Regions from separate parts of the Sus scrofa genome. Here region 1 is linked to region 2. Evidence: chromatin contacts called from public promoter capture Hi-C data. All regions are on one chromosome and are shown on one strand. The core of a region is the stretch at or near the end of the contact, and the rest is flanking DNA. Distances in the headings are between cores, read along the strand shown.

Region 1 (6,500 bases), core at 2,815-5,314, 47 kb after region 2:
GTAACTATTTTATTTTATTTTATTTTGTCTTTTTAGGGCTGCACCCCTGGCATAAGGAAGTTCCCAAGCTAGGGATCTAATGGGAGCTGTAGCTGCTGGCGTGTGTCACAGCCACAGCAACTTAGGATCCGAGCCACATCTATGACCTATGTCACAGCTCACAACAATGCTGGATCCTCAACTCACTGAGAGAGGCCAGGGATCAAACCCATGTCCTCATGGATACTAGTTGGTTTTGTTACCGCTACTCCAAAATGGGAACTTCAGCTTGTAGCTCTTTTAAATTCACAAATAAATGAAAGTGCTCAAGAGCCTGTTCTTTACATAGAGAATAGACTCGTGGTTGCCAAAGAGGAAAGAGGAGAGGTCCCACTGTGGCGCAGTGGTTAACGAATCCAACTAGGAACCATGAGGTTTCGGGTTCCGTCCCTGCCCTTGCTCAGTGGGTCAAGGTTCTGGCGTTGCCGTGACCTGTGGTGTAGCTTGCAGATGTGGCTCGGATCCCAAGTTGCTGTGGCTCTGGTGTAGGCCGGGGGCCACAGCTAAATGGCAAAAAAGACAAAACAACAAAACAAAAAAGCAAAGAGGAAGGAGGGAAGTGGGGAAGGGATACATTGGTCCGTGTGCATTTATTTGTCCCTTGAAATTTTGGGTGTTTTTTGTCCCATGGGAAATCTGTCCCTGAAAGTGACATGAAGTCCACAGGGTGGAGGTGGTGTAGTGTGGCCTCACGGAATGGCTGGAGGGTCTGGGGAAGTGCCAAGGTGGAAGCATTTGAGAGGAACCAAGGGTGGGCCAAGGGCTAGGTTCAGATTGGGAGGCTGGGATTAGCAAATGTAAACAAACTATCCCATACAGAAAGGATAAACAACAAGGTCCTGCTGCACAGCCCAGGGAATTAGATTCAAATCCTGTGAAAAACCAGAATGGAAAAGAACATGAAAAGGAGTGTTAAAAAAAAAAAAAAAAAAAAGAGTTCCCATCGTGGCACAGCGGAAACAAATCAGACTAGGAACCATGAGGTTGCGGGTTCAATCCCTGGCCTCGATCAGTGGGTTAAAGATCTGGCATTGCCGTGAGCTGTGGTGTAGGCTGCAGACACGGCTCGGATCCCAAGTTGCTGTGGCGCTGGTGTATGCCAGTGGCTACAGCTCCAATTCGACCCCTAGCCTGGGAACCTCCATATTCTGCGGGTGGGGCCCTAAAAAGACAAAAGACAAAAAAAAAAAAGAAGAAAGAAAGAAAAAAGAAAAGGAATGTGTATCTATCTACCAATCTATGTATGTATAGCAAAAAATTAACACAACGTTATAAAGCAACTATACTTCAATAACTTTTTTTTTTTTTTTTTTTTTTTTTTTGCTTTTTAAGGCTGTCCCTGCAGCATATGAAGGTTCCCAGGCTAGGAGTCCAATCAGAGCTACAGCTGCCAGCTTACGCCACAGCCACAACAACGCAGGATCTGAGCCACGTCTGCAACCTACACCATGGCTCCCGGCAATGCCAGATCCTTAACCCACTGATCGAGGACAGGGATCGAACCCACAACCTCATAGTTCCTAGTCGGATTTTTCCGCTGCATCACAACGAGAACTCCTTATTTTTTTTTTTAATTTTATTTTGCTTTTTAGGGCCACACCTGTGGCATATGGAAGTTCCCAGGCTAGGGGCTGAATCAGAGCTACAGCTGCCGGCTACACCACAGCCACAGCAAGGCAGGGTCTGAGACGCGTCTGTGACCTACACCACACCTCATGGCAATGCCGAATTCTTAACCCACTGGGTGGGGCCAGGGATGGAACCTTCATCCTCATGGATACTAGTCTTGTTTCTGCTGAGCCATAGCGGAAACTCCCAATAAAATAATTTTTTTAAAAAAGCCTGTTCTTAAGAAGACCAATAAGGGGGAGTTCCCATCGTGGCTCAGCAGGTTATGAACCTGACTAGTATTCATGAGGATGCAGGTTTCATCCCTGGTCAGGCTCAGTGGGTTAAGGATTCGGCATTGCCATGAGCTGTAGTTTAACTGGCAGAAATGGCTCAGATCTGGCGTTGCTGTGGTGTAGGTCAGCAACTACAACACCAATTTGACCCCTAGCAAGGTGAGGCCCTAAGGAAAAAAAAAAAAGAATAAGGGAGTTCTCTTGCAGCTCAACAGCTTAAGGATCCAGCATTGTCACCACAACAGCTTGGGTCTCTGCTGTGGCGCAAGTTCAATCCTAGGCCCTGGAATTTCCACATGCCTCAGGCACAGCCAAAGGAAAAAAAAAAAAAAAGACCACCAATAAGACATATACATTAGTAGTGAGATAGATACCTGCTGCAAATGAAGAATATAAGGAATTAACAGAGGACATAAACCAGATAAAATACAAACTCTTCTGTCTTGAAAGAATACAATGAATGTTTTTATGTCATTACATTTGAAATCCTGGATGAATTCATAATTTTATGATCTTACCCTCATAGAAACATCTTAACTCCAGACAATATAGCAGGTGAATTTTAGGAGAGTCAACAGGACATAGACGTCCACTATCCCCACTTGCTTTGCTACACTGTAATGGAGAGTAGAGCCAATGCATTGAGATAAGAATGAATTAGAAACTGGACAGAAAATGAAGGTTCTATTCAGAAAATATCATCAACATAGAAAAAGAGATTCAAAGAATTACTTCTGTAAAAGTAATGTTACCCCCACAAATCCCCCAGCAGATTTTTACGTAGATTGCTGGCTAGAACTGCACCATATACTTAAGCTCATTTCACAGTTTCCGTCGCGGCTCAGCGGAAACAAATCTGACTAGCAGCCATGAGGACACAGGTTCAATCCCTGACCTTGCTCAGTGGGTTAAGGATCCAGCGTTGCTGTGACTTTGGCGTAGGCCAGCAGCTACATGCCCAATCCTACCCCTGGACTGGGAATCTCCATATGCTGCGGGGGCGGCCCTAAAAAGATTAAAAAAAAACCTAAGCTCATTTCATACTAATTTGATCACTAGCAATGGCAACTGGAACCACTATAATTAACTATGACTGATTAGTATTGCCATATATCCTGCCAGAAGGCTAGACGAATAAATAAAATAGAGATTCTATTAGCAAGTAAGAAAGTGTGAATGTGTGTCAGGCAAATAAGCAAGTGAACGCTGCTGTATGTTAAGTGGGTGAAGGCAGGCATTAGCAAACGTTTTCTACAAAGGGATAGATAGTATATATTTCTCCTTTGAGGGTTAAGATCTGTCACAAAGGGAGTTCGCCGGTGGCTCAGCGGGTTAAGGATCCTACGTTGTCACTGCTGTGGCTTGGATTCCATCCCTGGCCCAGGAACTTTCCCATGCCGCAGGCACGGCCAAAAAAAACTATAAAAACTTTAAAAAATTTAAAAATCTGTCACAAGGACCCAATTCTGCCTTTGCAGGGCGAAAGCAGACAAAGAGAAACACAAGAGATTGGCTTGGCAGGATTAGTAACTCTCTGCAGTTACTCAACCCCTGAATAAAAAGCGAAAAAACGTCGTTTCAAACTCCTCCGGACTGTAACGTCTTCCCACCCATCCGCCCAGGTTGGAACTTGTCAAACCACCAGTCAGAAATCCTAGGCGTCCATAGCTTCAGCTCTAACAAGCCTCTCTGTACCAGAGACAGTGACTGCACATCTCATCATTAATACGAAACCTGGGACAGACACCCCCATGTGAAAACCATCAACCACGGCACGAATATCACTGAGCCCCGTTCCCGAACCTCAACCTGAACCGTGATCATCATAAATGCCACCTGCATCCTTAACAGAGCGACCTGCAAAGACGCCCAGACCCTGAGAGTGGAGACACAGTCCATGATCTCTGCAAATTCTTAATCGTTTTAACGACCACCGCCCAAGGTACCCCAACCTGACTGACGCGGCAGACGCTCTCCTCGCTCCTCTCAAACACCTTCACCATGGCGCTTTCCCCAAACCCTCCAATAACTCTGTCCACACTACACCACGTCCAACCAGTGGGCGTGACGTCACCTCCTATGGGACAAAAAACACACAAAACTTCACGGGACAAATGCACACACTGACCGGACTTTCTCCCTCCCACGAGAGTCTAAAGGTAACGCTTTCAAGAACAATTTCTACTCCGTCTCCCCAGTGTTTTCGTCCGCCTATGGCGGCCGAAGAGGGTCTGAAGCGTTTGGGGAAACGCGGAAGACCGGATTTCCGGCAGCTCTTAGTGAGGCAATATGTCCGCGCCCAAGTTGCAGAGGACCCAGTGAGCGGCCATGTTGGGACGCCTGACGTACGGAAGGCCAAGGGGTGGGTTTGGGTTCCCAGAGTCAGGGATGGCAGGGAAGGCAAGACGCCGCTGAATTTATCTAATTTCCTGGCACTTCGACTCTTCAGAAATTAGCAGATTTTTAGAGACTCAAGGTTTGTGAAGCAAATGTGGAGTTACCTAAACTTCGTTTTGCGGACTGGGCAGAAAAGGAATATTGCCATGGGCTTTATTTTACAGTGTGTATTTTAAACCGAGAGAGGCAGGTTTGCAATGGACCAAAAGTTCAGCGGTTGGTATAGCAGCAGAGAAGGAACTCCTGGAAAAAGAAAAGGCAATGCATTCAGTAAATGGACATCCCACAGCTCATGGCAATGCCAGATCCTCAACCCATTGAGTGAGGCCAGGGATCGAACCTGCAACCTCATGGTTCCTAGTCAGATTTGTTTCCGCTGCGCCATCACTGGAACTCCAAACCTTTGTATTTCTAAACACAACTTTAAGAAAGTAATGAGTAGCGCCAGAGATTAGGAGAAAATATTTACATATTTAACATCTGATAAAGGACTTATATTCAGCATTTATAAAGAGTTATCAAAATCCAACAATAATAAAACAACTATCCAGTTACTTTTGCTGACCCCGCGAATAACCCATGCCTTTAGATCTTTGTTCTTAAGCTTAAGTCATTTACCATCACCCTGACTGTTTCTCAAGCAGGAAGACGGGACAAAGTAAGGACGGACAAGATGGAGTTTTCAGCAAAGAGGCTAAGAAAATATTATAAAAACATGTCTCGCAACAATCTTGCATTGCTGAGGCTGTGTAGGTTGGCAGCTGTAGCTCCGATTCAACCCCTAGCGTGGGAACTTGCATATGCCATGTGTGCGGCCCTAAAAAACAAACACGCACACAAACAAACAAAAAATCCCTACAACTGCAAAATTATAAACTACCTAGGATTAAAAATAAGTGAGGATGTCTGGGACATACAAGAAAAATAGCACAACAAATCTTGTGGTAAGAATGTAAGATTTTGGATAATAAGAGGATCATAATGTAAACTGAGCATAATTGAATATGTTGTTATTCAAGGACACCCCAGTTTAACGGATACTTTAATGTGGCTGAAATTATCATCCAACTTATTCACCCATGGTATTATTATAGCCATGAATATCTAAAACATTTTATAATATGGAAACATGTTTATAATGCGAGATGAAATTAGATTACATCCTTTTTTACATCTATATTGACATATAACTGATATATATATTATACCTACTTTAAATAAGCTTTTAATTTGGAGAAAATTTAGACTTACATAGACGTCACAAAGTACTACAACGTGTGTACATGGACCTTCATTTGACTACCTCTCATATGAATATTTTATATAATCATGGTACATTTGTCAAATGGAGAGATTAACACTGGTATGACACTAACACAACTTTCTAAGTCAAATATACTCCACTAAAATTTATTTATTCATTTATTTTTGTATTTTTGCCTTTTCCAGGGCTGCTTCCCACGGCATATGGAGGTTCCCAGGCTAGGGGTCTAATCGGAACTGTAGCCGCAGGCCTACGCCAGAGCCACAGCAATGCGGGATTCGAGCCGCATCTGCAACCTACACCACAGCTCAAGATAATGCCAGATCCTTGAACCCACTGAGCAAGGCCAGGGACTGAACCCGCAACCTCATGGTTCCCAGTTGGATTTGTTAACCACTGCACCACGATGGGAACTCCTAAAATTTGTTTTAAAAACCATTGGTATAATATTCAACTAAATTACAAATTCTACATGGATTTCACATTTCTCCACTACTGTCCTTTTCCTGTCCTAGGATTCAACCCAGGGTAAAATACTGCATTTAAACATCTTATTTCCTTGCATTTCCCTTCTCCATTACCATTTCTCTTTCTCTTTTTCATGTCCTCAATTATTTTGAGAAGTATTTTTTTTTTGTCTTTTTGCCATTTCTTGGGCCACTCCCGCGGCATATGGAGGTTCCCAGGCTAGGGGTCGAATCGGAGCTGTAGCCACCAGCCTACGCCAGAGCCACAGCAACTCGGGATCCGAGCCGCGTCTGCAACCTACACCACAGCTCACGGCAATGCCGGATCGTTAACCCACTGAGCAAGGGCAGGGACCGAACCCGCAACCTCATGGTTCCTAGTCGGATTCGTTAACCACTGCGCCACGACAGGAACGCCCTATCTTGAGA
Region 2 (5,732 bases), core at 978-3,477:
TATTTGGAGTCAAAAGAGAAAGTGCAAATAAAGAATATAAGGAACTAATAGGAGCTATAACTCAGATAAAAATTCAGATTTTGTGGGGGGGGGAGGAGTTCCCTGGTGGTCTAGAGGGTAGGATTCAGCGCTTTCACTGCTGTGGCCTGGGCTCAATCCCTGGTCTGGGAATTTAGACCCCACATCAAACCGCTGCACACCTTGGCCATAAATGAATGAATGAATGAATGAAATCAATATCACTTGTCCAGAAACAGAAAACGACCATGAAAATAAATACAGTAAAAATGAGGGAGCTCTTGCTGTGGTGCGGCAGGTTAAAGATCGGTGTTGTCTCTGTGGTGGCACAGGTTCGATGCCTGGCCCGGAAATCCCCACATGGCTGTGGGTGTGGTAAAAAGAAAAAAAATAGATACAACGAAAATGAAGTGTATTATTTTTAAAAAATATAGATTTGTTTGGTCTGAAAGAATACTACGAACATCTTCATATCATTAAATTTGAAATCTTAGATTTGCCCCCCCCCAGACATGTCAATGCCGGACAACAGAGCAGGTGAATTTATGAGTAGGCAACAAGACAAAGATGACCACTGTCGACCCACTTTTCAACTTTGTACTGCAGAGCTGAGCCAATGCACTGAAATGAGAATGGGTTACAAACACTAGAAAGGAGGACAGGAGTTCCTGTGGTGGCTCAGTGGTTAATGACTCCAACTAGGAACCATGAGGTTGCGGGTTCAATCCCTGGTCTTGCTCAGTGGATTAAGGATCCGGCACTGCCATGAGCTGTGGTGTAGGTCGCAGACGCGGCTCAGATCCCGTGTGGCTGTGGCTGTGGCAGAGGCCGGTGGCTACAGCTCTGATTAGACCCCTAGCCTGGGAACCCCCTTGTGCCATGGGAGCAGCCCTAGAAAAGGCAAAAAGACAAAAAAAAAAAAAAAAAAAAAAAGTAGGACACCGAAAATTTGTTATTTTCGTTAACATCATTATCAACATGGAAAAAAGGAATTACTTCCTCAAAAAAGAAAAGGCTCTGTCAGAAAGTGCAAAATAGATTTTTACACATATAGAGCTGGCTAGAAATGTCCCACATACCTAATCCCATTTCTTTTTTTTTGTTGTTGTTGTTGACATTTTGCCTTTTCTAGGGCCGCTCCCATGGCATATGGAGGTTCCCAGGCTAGGGGCTGAATCGGAGCTGTAGCCACCGGCCTACGCCAGAGCCACAGCAACACGGGATTCCAGCCGCATCTGCCACCTACACCACAGCTCATGGCAACACCGGATCCCTAACCCACTGAGCAAGGCCAGGGATCGAACCCACAACCTCATGGTTCCTAGTCGGATTTGTTAACCACTGCACCACGACAGGAACTCCCTAAGCTCATTTCTTAGGACTAATTCAGTCACCAGCAGTGGGAACTTCAGCCACACGACTAAGAGCAACCAGGACCTACTAATAAACTCGAATATAGGTCACCTTGCTGGAGGGATAGATAATGAGCAAAGTGTTCCTTATGTCAGGGGAGTTAAGCGACAGCGCCCGACGCTGTACATTAGGAGGTGAGGGCAGGCCCTGGCACACATATTCTCCAAGGAGAACAGACAGGGGCTTTTGAATCTGCAAGCCAAAATGTCTGTTGTGACTACACTCTGCCTTTGCTCTATGATACGAAACAGCTGGGCACTGCTGGTTTAGTCCTTGGTCTGTAGTCAACTAAGAACCAGGACAAACAACGAGGTCCTACTGTAGGGCACAGGGACCTATATTCAATAGCCTGTGATAAACCATAATTGAAAAGAATATGAAAATCAATGTATATGTGTATAGTTGAATCACTTTACTGTACAGCAGGAATTAATGTAATATTGCAAATCAACTATACTTCAATAAAATTATTTTTTTTAAAACACACACACAGAGAAGAAAAAAAAAAAAAAAAAACACTAAAAACCAAATGGTTTTGAACTACTGCCCTGGCCTGTACTGCCTTCAGTCCCAGCAGCCGAAGCTGAAACCTCAAAACCCCAGCCAGGGGTCCTACTTGTCCAAAGCTTTGGCCCTGACAAACCTCTCGGTACCGCAGACACTGACACACTTCCTCATTAATCAGAAATCTGGGTCACACACTCTCACGTGATGACCCCGGCTCAATACCATTAAGCCCCAAATCAATCCCCAACCTGAACCAGACACTACGATGAACGTCACCGCCACCTGACGCCCTGCAAGCGGAGTGATCTGCAGACGCCCATACGCTGACACCTGTGAAAAGGCCACTGATCTCTTCAGAATCTCAATTGTACTGACGCCCAGGACACCCCCAAACCCAACCACAGACAAAACCCGCGTCTGGTTCCCCTCAAATCAGGTTCGCACCTGGTTCCCTTTAAATACATACATTCACCTCAGTATTTCTAACCTCCCCTTCTGCCCCCCAAATCCCGTTAAGTCCAGACTCCACCAAGTCCACTCGTCACCCTGGGCGAAACAAAACCACACTGGTGATTTAGAAAAAAGAAGAAGAAGAAGAAAGAAAGAAAAAGAAAATCCCAGGGACAAAACCACACAAACCTGATTTTTCCCAGACCGACCAGAAGCCTAAACGTCGTACTTCCGTGAACTGCTACGACTGGTCCTGCTCCGTCTACGGCAGCCGAAAGGGAATGCAGAGTTTGAAGAAACGTGGACAACCGGATTTCCGGTCAATATGTCCGCGCCCACCTCGCCGAGGCCCAAGGGGGCGGCCATATTGGGTTACCTGACATACAAGAAGCCAGGGGGCGGGTTTGGGAGCCAGAAGCCAGAAGTGGACGGAAAGGTGAGAAGCCGCTGAGATGCTCTCATTTCCTCGCAATTCTACTGTTGCAGAAAATAGGTAAATTTTCAGTCTCAAGCTTCGCGAGGCTAACATGGTGCAGGCTACATGACTTTCAGCCGGCTAGGCGAAGAAGTAATACGGCCGCATCATCTATGATCCGCCCTGTATTTAAAAAAAAAAAAAAAAAAGATCCGCCCTGTATCTTTTAAAAAAAAAGTTCCGACCGGAGTAGTTCGGTTGTCTCTATGGCAACGAAGGACGCACTCCTAAAAATGGGAGAGAGAATACATTCGGTAAAGAGACGCCCCTGAAAGCTTCTGGCAGGAAAATAGTTTGCAGGAAGTTGTTTTTAATAACAGAAAAAGATTCCCAGAAACTGGTACAATATGGGGCTGGCCACTAAGAAGAGAAAAGAGGGGAGTTCCCCTTGTGGCTCAGTGGTTAACGAATCCAACAAGGAACCATGAGGTTGGGGGTTCGATCCCTGGCCTTGCTCAGTGGGTTAAGGATCAGGCGGTTCCCTGAGCTGTGGTGTAGGTCAGCTCGGATCCTCCGTTGCTGTGGCTGGGGTGTAGGCCTGCTGCTACAGCTCCCATTAGACCCCTAGCTGGGAACCTCCATATGCCACAGGTGCAGCCCTAGAAAAGACAAGGGAAAAAAAAAAAAAAAGATTGAGAGAGAAGGGAAAAGAGCTGCTGGGGCTAGCCAGCCTCAGTTGTGATTGGGACTGGCAACTCAGGAAAAGGCCCCCAGAAGTGGTGCCAGTACAGGTCTGGAGTCAATGGGAAAAACACAGCCCAAATCCATCTCATCATAACGTCTCATAACCTGCAAGTGGTGATGGGCATTAATCTAAGATTGGGGCAAAGAATGTCAAAATTAGGTGTGGGACATTGCAAAAAACTCCAAACCCGGGGCTGTGGGATGGAAATCCTATAAAATTGGATTGTCATGATCATTGTACAATTATAAATGAATGTAATAAATTCATTGAGTAATAAAAAAATTAAATTTTTAGAAAAAGCAAAAAAAAAAAAAACAACTCCAGCCCCAAGAGTTCTGGTTTAGGAGTGGAATATGGCTGGGAGATCTGCATTCAGTTTCCGAGAATCTGAGTCAGGAAGCCTGTCGTAAAGAATCATTAGAAACAGTCCTGGGATGTTCACTGGTTACAAATATAGTCGTGGGTGACTCCCCGCAATACTTGAGTCTTTGCTCAATTATACCCAGAAGCGCTGATTAGGGGGGACCGCCCCCATTATTACCAGTACATTACTATCAATTACTATTACTAGGCTTTATTTTTCTTGGGAGGACTTACCACTTGCTGACTTACAATCCATTTACTCTCCCTCACTCTACTGGAAGGTCCATAAAGGCTGCTCCCTCGCCTGTGGTGTTTGCTGATGTATCTTCAGCGTGGAATACACTGTTGGTACTTTAAAACAGATCTGAAGGAGTCAATTACCCAATAAGCCAGCATTCCAGACTGAATTCTGAGAGAGCCACAGCCTGGCAAATTTCCATTTCCTTCCCTATGAGCAAGACTCACTGTTTCTAATTTGGATAGGTGGGTAAGTACAGACAGTTAGGAGACGAAGGGAAAGAACTCTGGATATTGAGAAGCCAGGAGCCCTAATCCCAGGAAAGGGAGAAGGAATAACGAGGAGAAAGCTACATATCGTAATTCCGAAGGTAACAGTGAAGCTGGAAATGGTGGCAGCTCTCAAGGGTCACAGCCCTGTGAACAAAGGTTTTTCATAACCTCCTTTAAGAATGTCACCTCGGGAGTTCCCATCATGGCGCAATAGAAACGAATCCAGCTAGGAACCATGAGGTTTCGGGTTCAATCCCTTGCCTTGCTCAATGGGTCAAGGATCCGGTGCTGCCGTAAGCTGTGGTGTAGGTCGAAGACATGGCTTGGATCTGGCGTGCTGTGGCTGTGGTGTAGGCCGGCAAGTGTAGCTCCAATTAGACCCCCTATCCTGGGGACCTCCAAATGCCACGGGTGCGGCCCTGAAAAGACAAAAAGATAAAAATAAAAAATAAAAAGAATGTCACCTCAGGAGTTCCCATTGTGGCGCAGCAGAAATGAATCTGACTAGCATCCATGAAGATGCAGGTTTGATCCCTGGCCTCGCTCAGTGCACCAGCAACTGGGCTTTGCTGTGAGCTGCGGTGCAGGTCGCAGGCACAGCTTGGATCCAGTGTTGCTGTGGCTGTGGTGTAGGCTGGCAGCTGCAAATCTGATTCAACCCCAGCCCAGGAATTTCCCTATGCTGCAGGTGCAGCCCTAAAAAACAAAAACAAACAAACAAAAAGACTGTCACTGCAACAAAAAAAGACTCACAGACATGGAAAAGGGACTTGTGGTTACCAGTGCCAGGGGCGGGGGCAGAGGCAGGGGAGTGGGATGGACTCGGAGTTTGCTACATTTAAAATGGATAAGCAATGAGGTTCAATCACTTGCGACAAAACAGGATAGAAGAGAATGTGAGATAAACTCTGTGTGTGTGTGTGTGTGTGTGTGTGTGTGTGTGTGTTTATATATGTATAAGTGGGTCACTACTGTGTGGCAGAATTTGACCGAAATCTGTAAATCAACTCTGATGAAGAAAATTTTTTAAAAAAAGGTCACCTCAGAGTTTCCTGGTAACCTACCCGTTAAGGATCCAGTGTTGTCACTGCAGTGGCTCAGGTCACTGCTTCGATCGCTGGCCTGGGAACGTTCGCGTGCTATGGGTGCAGCCCAAAAAAAGAAGAAGAAAAAAAGAAAAAAGTCACCTCCTATCTCCTATAGTCTCCTCCTTTTTATTCTATTTATGCTAAGGATCCCCTTTCACTTTTGCTTTGCCCAGTTTAGACCAAGTCTCAGATCACAGCAGGTTGGAGAAGACACAGCTGTTAT

What was found. Promoter capture Hi-C pulls out the DNA fragments that hold promoters and counts their contacts.
Region 1: a promoter capture Hi-C map of liver shows a contact between it and region 2, with 4 times the contacts expected there. The contact joins the promoter of ZNF615 here to the enhancer-like site in region 2. A contact is called at or near these places in 3 of 5 promoter capture datasets (fetal liver, fetal skeletal muscle and liver) and 15 of 47 Hi-C or Micro-C datasets (alveolar macrophages, differentiating spermatogonia, embryonic fibroblasts and 10 more).

What each region holds. Positions count from the first base shown.
Region 1 is chr6:58,074,993-58,081,492 of Sscrofa11.1, forward strand. ZNF615 (zinc finger protein 615) reads right to left here and starts at 4,065. Exons shown (of 7, transcript XM_005653321.3): 1 at 3,896-4,065. The coding sequence starts at 3,946.
Region 2 is chr6:58,030,319-58,036,050 of Sscrofa11.1, forward strand. It overlaps LOC100737585, which reads right to left. Exons shown (of 14, transcript XM_013998720.2): 7 at 2,618-2,650; 8 at 2,187-2,228; 9 at 1,483-1,592. Among named protein-coding and RNA genes, the nearest start is that of ZNF615, 46 kb to the right of the region's middle. Within about 2 kb of position 2,228, at least 42 of the 83 cell types and tissues checked have an H3K27ac peak or open chromatin away from gene starts, as enhancers often do. A contact at or near this core is called in alveolar macrophages, differentiating spermatogonia, epiblast stem cells and 7 more, where this site is marked.